2 separate regions of the Gossypium hirsutum genome follow, and region 1 is linked to region 2. The links are chromatin contacts, called in public Hi-C maps. All regions are on one chromosome and are shown on one strand. Each heading gives the region's core, a stretch centred on a gene start, on an enhancer-like site or on the middle of the called end of the contact. The rest is flanking DNA. Distances are from core to core; before and after follow the strand shown. Region 1 holds the start of LOC107951897 (protein MLN51 homolog). Region 2 holds the start of LOC107951921 (proline-rich receptor-like protein kinase PERK15).

What was found. A called contact is a pair of places that touch in the nucleus more often than the background predicts.
Region 1: a Hi-C map of leaf shows a contact between it and region 2, with 2.9 times the contacts expected there. The contact joins the promoter of LOC107951897 here to the promoter of LOC107951921 in region 2.

Annotation. Positions count from the first base shown.
Region 1 is chrA02:87,988,222-87,992,180 of Gossypium_hirsutum_v2.1, forward strand. It overlaps LOC107951897 (protein MLN51 homolog), which reads left to right and starts at 1,982. Exons shown (of 11, transcript XR_005908974.1): 1 at 1,982-2,822.
Region 2 is chrA02:87,126,231-87,130,397 of Gossypium_hirsutum_v2.1, forward strand. It overlaps LOC107951921 (proline-rich receptor-like protein kinase PERK15), which reads right to left and starts at 1,690. Exons shown (of 8, transcript XM_016887105.2): 1 at 1,242-1,690; 2 at 1-63. The coding sequence starts at 1,560.

The sequences.
Region 1 (3,959 bases), core at 732-3,231, 860 kb after region 2:
TACAACTTTTTCTTAAAACTTCTGTTTTATTTCAAATTAGTCCTGAATTGCTTCTAAGCTATTTTTAGGGCATCGAAGGCTCGATTTAGGGACAAAATGCATGTGAATGAATGATTTTATGATATGTTTAAGATATTTAATGTTATGAAGGTAAATGTTTTTCGTTGTACGATAATGTTTCATAACCCTAATCCGATAACAGAGACGGGTTTGGGGTGTTGTAGTCAACATTGATTCTTCCAACTTAGGATAATTCATTGACTGGTTGATTGAAGGTTAACTAACGTTTCTTGTTAAAATTGGACTGATTTGTGGAAAAATCGTTACGTTGAAAGCCTCAATAAAAAAAAAAGATCAATGGCACAAAACCAAAAACACCTAAATGTTAAGGGTATTTTTTACAATTTATGCCTTTAAAAAATATTCTTGACAACTAGGAACTAATTTGTCATATTTGAATTATATGTAACCTAAATAAAAACTTTCAAATAATTTAATGACATACATAGTTTTGAATTGTATGTAACCTAAACTTTTGAAGTGATTTGTCAAATAGGAACTGATTTGTCTCTTTCCTAAGGCTATCTATATGCACATGGTAGAACATAACTTTAAAAGTATCCAAACCTACCATACACTTTAATAACCAGAGAAATCAAAATCTGGCATACACTTTAATACAAACAATAAACATACACAGTGCATAAACCCTATGCAAATGCAACATTTTTCAACAAAGAAATTTAGAAAACCTTAAACCCAAATCCCTCTAAATCTAAAAAATCATAAACTAAATATAGAAACTTACCCGTTATAGTGGATGCTAAAACATTGTCTGCTTCTCTTCTATTAACAGTTGTGGCCCTAAACCCTACCCATTGATATCTTTTGTGGTCTTCTTTCTCCCTAAACTTGAAACCCAAAATATTAATCCTTTAACCTTAAATCATTCAATCTTACCCTTATCCTAAAAGTTTCAATCATCCAACACTAAACCCTAAAATGTTAATCCCAATCGATTTTCTTTTCTTCTTCTTAATCCCAATTGATATTTTCTTTCTTTTCCTTAATCCCTAATTCATCTTTTCTTTTTTTTTCCCTCTAAACCCATCCAAACCTTAAATTGTTTGACTCCTCATCCAATGTAGCAAGTTAGTTGGCCATATCAGCTAGTTAACTGGCCATGTCACTTGTCCCATTAGGCTTATAACGGAAAATGTTAATGGGTGACTGATTTGTCACTTTTCAATAACATTAGTTACTGATTTGTTATTTCTTGAAAGTTGAGTTGACTGTTTTATTATTGAGATCAAAATTGAGTGACTCTTGATGTACTTTACTTTTTTTTATTTTATTTAAAAAATCCCAAACTTGCTTAATTTTCGGTTTGAATTTAACTAAGATTAAGGAGCATTGGTGGTTTGGGTTGAACTCATTACCAAAATGCCAAAATCTGTATTCTCAAATACCCTATGACCAAGGGCGTAGCCAGGGGGCTGGCATGGGCCCCGGCCCCCTAAAAGGGAAAATTACATTTTATGCCCTTGAAATTTTTTAATAAATTTAAATTAATAAAGGTAAAATTACACTTTACCCCCCTAAAATTATAAAAATTTAATTTAATTATTTATAAATTATAAAAATATAAACTATAAAAAATTAAAATTTCATCCGACCTCCCTAAAAAAATTTTCTGACTTCACCCTACCTATGACCATGGTAAATTATTATTACAACAAAATACGGTGGTAGCTCGGTTGACACTTGCTGCCAACTTAGAAACAGAGTAGATAACTCAATTTCATATGCAAACGTGGCAAAACCCCATTGGTTCCCAATCATCAATCTGCCTTTTAACAAACACCTCACGTCCGTATCAGAATCCGACTCCAATCTTACCACTCACTTTTAATTAATTTCCTAAAATGTCCCTGCCAGTATCTTTCCCTAACCCAAAAATTAGAAAATAAAGTTTCATATTTCAAAGCAAACTCCTTGCTCCATTCAATTTTATTATGCAAAAATCCCCATATTTTACAACAACAATAATAATATATAACTATCTAGGGTTTTTCTTCTTCCTAAATACCGCTAGCCCTATCCCATGAAAATAAATAACCCTAATATTTTTCCCTTCAATTTCAAGGCTCCAGGGTTTTGATTCTCTTCTATTTTTTAGACGATTGGCTTTGAATTGTTTTTTTTTTTGCTTCGTTGCAAAGATTGCTTCTTCTTTATTTTTGAATATTTTTGGAAGTTTTAGCGACTTGGTATTTGTTTTCCGATAAAGTGATGGCTACTACGGGAGTAGAGGAGGTGGAATACGAGAGTGATCCAGAGGAGGTGAAGCGTTCTCTGGCAATGCGGAGGAGGGAGGCGGCCAGTGACGATGACGAAGGAGAAAGGGACGAAGAGAATAATGCTGAGGCGAGGATGGATCGAAGGTCTGTGATTCGTTCCGATGAATCCGACGGTCAGGGCGGTGCTGCAGATTACGATGATGGCGTAGAAGAATTGGACTTAGAAGAAGTCGAAGAAGTTTATGATGAATACGAGGAGGAGGAAGAAGAAATTGATGAAGAGGAGATAGATGAAGTTGGTAAAGTAGAAGTGCGAGGCAATGTGAAGATAACTGGAGACGATGTGAAGGAAGCGGTTGTGGAGAATGGAAATGTGGATGAAGGACTGGGCATTGATAATAATCACATTGGAGAGGAACATGGAGAGGAAAAGAAGGAGAATGAGCCCTTTGCTGTGCCCACTGCTGGGTTGTTTTATATGCACGATGATAGATTTCGAGACAACGTTGGCGGTCGTCATAGGTATTAAGCTTCATTTTTTCTCTTTATAGGTTCCAATTTTCTTTTTTTTTTCTTTTTTTATAGCTGTTTAACTAATTAAGTAGTAAATATCAATTTACGGAAAGGTATATGGTGAATTTTCTATGTGGATTGTCTGTTATGCCTATTGTAGCTTCTTCTGTTTAATGATTGAAATTGGAATGCTCACTTGCCCTACCTTCTCTATGCGGATAATGGAAATTAAAATTTTTATACTCTTGACTAGTGTTACATTTTGATAACAAATGTGTTAATATTAGGTTTTTGACACCTATGATGTTTATGCTCCTATGCTGCTTTTCTTATATTCTGTTATCTTGAATTTTGATTTGGTCTATGATTAGTCAGGTTTAAGAAATTCGAAGGTTTTAACCTGTATGGGAGCTGCTGCTTACCTGCACTTCTAAGCATGCATGAATGTTGATAAAACTTTAGTTCGTAGTTTTAACATTTGGGTTGAGGAGTGAGGACTTGAAATGTCACAATCTAGATGCCCTTGAATCTTTTTTTTTTTTTTTTGCTTTAATTGTTCATTCACCTTAAGATCTTAAAAGGTACCTGTTTTGATCTGGGAATGGGGTAGTTGATCTGGACCTCTGTTATAAAAAACTGAGCAGCCCAATATTATAGCAAATATAACATTATGTGGTCAAAACTTAGGCTCAGATTGTTACCTTGTTTTATTTGATGACATTATAACTTATGACTGCTTATGACTACTATATGAAGTTGCTAGTAATTCTGAACTTATATTTTTTCTTTTTCTATATTGTCAGTACTTTGACAACTATGAGGTTTTAAGAACATAAGCTTTTTCTGGTCTAAATCTGTATTTATATCGATTTTTCTAATTTGTTTACCATTGATATATGTGGGTGTGAGCGTAAAGGCTGACTGCATGCATAGTCTATGTGCATATTTTGTAAAGACTTGGTGTATAATTTAACTGTTGGCCTTGTTAATGGGACTGTTAGTATTCGTACATATAAATGCTGCTTTATTTCAGGTTTTCCAATGTTATTTAATATTTTTAATAAAATATATAAACATACAAATACTCTTCCATTACATGCATCTATATGTTTATATGCAGATATAGATTTTAAAAATGATAAACAT
Region 2 (4,167 bases), core at 440-2,939:
GAGTAGTAGGTTTCGGCAGAACAGCAATTTGAGGAGCACTCTGCTGCCAATGTTGAGGATCAACTGGATGTATAACAACATGCAAGATTTAGTGTCAATTCCTTTCACTTTGAAAACCATTGGTTTCTTTTCTACCACATGAGACTGTAATCATAAAGCAAACGCTGTCCAACTAAAACATATAATACAAGTATGAAACAGAAGAATGCCTTGACCAAATCAAAATAAAAGCAACTAGAAAGTACACAATATAATATTTGTTGCTAATCAAACATAACTAGAAACAAACTTCGAAATTACTGCTGCTTATCTTTACAGCACTGGGGATAAAATTACTAAAGTGTTGATACCAGTGGACGCCTCCTTATCCCAGATATGCATATGTGTTTGTTTACTAGACATGCATGCATGGATGTTCTTGTATGCATGTATGGCCATGCATGTATCATGGCTTGAAAGCTGAAATGGATCAAACTCATTCTTTTGTAAATGGTTTAAAAAATCAAATTAGCATGGGAAAATTACAAATGACAACTATGATAAGAGCAATAAAACTGATTCTTGCATCCTAATTAACAAAAGACTACGATAACTTATAAATTCATGACAACTTTAAATCCTTAATAAAAGTAACTCGTTCAAGCTGCATACTTTAGGTCTTCTCAGTCAATTGATTCAAGTGAACTCCAAAAGAAAATTATGGCTTACCATATACCATTAAAGCATCAATAACGCAGATCTAGGTCATAAGCATATGTTCTTATGTATACAACATAAACCAATGAAAACCAAAAGCCAATGTTTGAAGGAAATCCCAATGATATTTTACTATAAAATACGGGAAGGAACTCAAGATTCAATATAATCTATATTGAACCAAAAATCTTATTTTCTTTATTTTTAAACAACATTATTATACTCTAAACACTGATAAACAAACAAATAAATAGATAATACAAAGTTGACAAAATGTAGACAAATATAGTTAACATGATTTAACAATAGTAACATTAAAAAAACAATAGTACGATACAATACAAACAAAACAAACACTTCAAAATTAAACCTAGATTCCATAAAAACAAATAATATTAAAAACTAAAGTCACATTTTCTAAGCCAACTGCAACTAATGGTACTTCAGAAATATAGGATAAATATACAGTCCGGAGGAAGTGTTATGAACTACATTAAGTGCAAGTAATTATTTCATAAAAATAAAACAAAGATGGACTGACTGACCTCCTTGAGGATGAGCTCCAGCAAGCTTCTTCTTTCTCCTCCTATAAAAAATTACGAAAATGCCCACTCCAATCAGCACAATTAACGCTCCCATCCCTGCCCCAACGATAAGCCCCGCTAATGTCCCAGGCGGTAAGCCCCCGCTCGGCGAAGGCGGCGGAGGTAGCGTAGCATTCGGAGAATCAGCCCCCGGAGGCGGAGGCGACACAGGGGTTGAAGTATTAGTAACTGGCGGCGTAAGGGAAGGAGAAGGAGGAGAAGAAGTAGTGTTGGGAGTGGAAGGCGGCGACGTCGGCGATGGAGATGGTGGTGTAGCCATCTCCGGTGAGGTTTCGATAAAATCGAGGATTTGAATTTTTTTTTTCTTTCCTGTTATTTTCTTTATGCTTGAGGTTTTTTTTGGGGAGGGGGGTTCAATTCAACCTCAATGCTTGAGGTTTGAACTTTGAAACAGAGTCGAAGGAATTTTGCTTATGAATGATTGGGTGGGAGAAAGAATTTGGACCAAGTGGGGCCCGCTTCTGACAAAGAAATGAGTAAATCAAAAAGAGGCACAACGGCGTCGTATTTGGCTTTTTATTGTTTTTACTGACAAAACTCTGCTGTCCGTGTCTGATTGTAGTGAGAAAATGTAGCTTACTTGCAACGTGTGATTTATTTTTAATTTTTTTCGGCGGTTTTATGTTTACAAAATATAAAATGTAAAGTACCCATTAAATTCCTCGATCAATTTTTTTCGGTAAAAAAAACAAATATCAAATAATATTTATTAACGTTTATAAGCTTAATATCTTGCTTTCTATTTCAATTTTTTTATAAAAAATTTAAATCTAAAAGTAAATATTTATTTTAATATTTTAATTATATTTGGTGTTGTTGAAATAAAATAATATAAATCAAAATCTAAAATTTAGGAATATTTATTTTGATTTGATAGTTAAGATTATTTAGATTATCATGATTCTTATTTTAAAAATACACATTTACTTTGAAATAAAAAATAGTGGGCATAAATTTATACTTCAAAGTTGAAACTAAAAAAGATGATAAAAACTCTAGTAAAGAATAACAAATCTTCAAAATAAGAAAAAAATATAATGACTTATTTAGTTCTCTAACTTTACAAAAAAATAATCATTTTAGTCTTCATTTAATTTTTTACCCTTTTTAATTCTTACACTTATGGACACGTGAATTATTACATGAACAAGTTAACAAATGTGACAGTTGAGAATAAATAATAATTGTACCAAATAATTATAATTTAAATTTAGTACACAATATCCATGTTGAGTATGAAGAATTTTTGGATATGAGACTGATTTTACTTGTTTCCAATAAAGATTTATTTTTAAAAAAATAATACGAAAACTTGGTGAGATGATGAGAGGAAAAATAAAATTATGATTGCGGGTCGACCTAACTTCCGAGTAATATTAGGGTTTTCCTAAAATGTAAGAAATTTATTTTAAAAAGCAATTCTTTGATGTTCACACATCAATTTTACTACTTTTCAATTTTTGTAACATTATTTATTTGAAAAATGCAAAAAATAAAAATTATTATTTATTTATTATTAATTTATATAATTATTTACACTCCTAATTGAGTTGACGTTATCCTCCATTGGGTCACCAATTCGGTTAAAAATTTTACAATTTGAGAGTACTTTAATCGTTAATTTGTCACTAAATAAAGTCTTATTTTAATATTTTTATATATTTTAATTTTATTATGCACACTTTATTACTTCTGTTAATTGTGTGTGTATGTATATTAATAATATATTTGATTGAGTTGATGTCACAATTTAACTCGACTCCGACTCAAGGTTGATGACAGAACAATGATAAACAATTTAATCTTTTTTTAATTTTAATATTCTACATATTTAATATGTTATTATTATTTAGTTTCAGCCATATGTTTTATCATTTATTGTATGTTATTTTTAAACACATATTTATGATTTCTATATGTATATGCGTGTGATAATATTTCTAATAATTAATTAATGTTACTTATACGAATTCAACTTAAACTCAACTAAAAACTTTATTATTTAAAAAAATAATTATTTATATAATATCAATTTAATAATATAATGAATAATAAAACTATTTTGTTTTTTCAAATTTGTGGTTATATATTTATAACTTTGCAACTTCAAAATAAAAATAATATTTTTAAAAATAATTAAAAATAATTATTAAATTTTATAAATGTAATGGCTAAAAAGATTTTTATCCAAATAATACAATCACAATTGCAAGTATTTTGAATTGATAAATTCTGTCAAAATTTTAAATTTTCTGGTACAAGCACATTTTTTATTTTATATAATTTAAAAAATAATTATTTGATAGAGGTGTAGTTTCTTAATTTCATAATCAAAGATTGCAAATATTTAATTGTTCTTTTTTTCTATATAAACGAGAACATGGAAATTTTTTTTAACCTATCTCGTGGGATTAAAATTTCTTTTTGCGTTGAATGTATTACGTAATAGGATAAATTATAAGGATAGCCGTAATTTAAACACTCACGTTATATAATTCGGTTATTTTAGTCACTCCTGTAAAAATCACAAACGGTAAGTTAATATGGTAATTAAAAAAATTAACCCACAAAATTTATAAATATTTTCAATTTGATCCTGATTCTAAAAAAAATTTAAAAAATATATAAATATTTTAATAATGAATTTTAAAAAATGTATAAAAATAAAAACATTATTGACAAAAAATAATAATTATATATATAAGAAATAAATAACTAAAATATAATAATAAATTTAAATTTTTATATTAATAATATTAGTATTAATATTAAATTAAAAAAAAAACACCCTCCTCACTTCTGTCTGAAAATATTTATGCCGGTGTCTTTACTGGAAATTTTCCATGTACTTGACAAAATACATTCT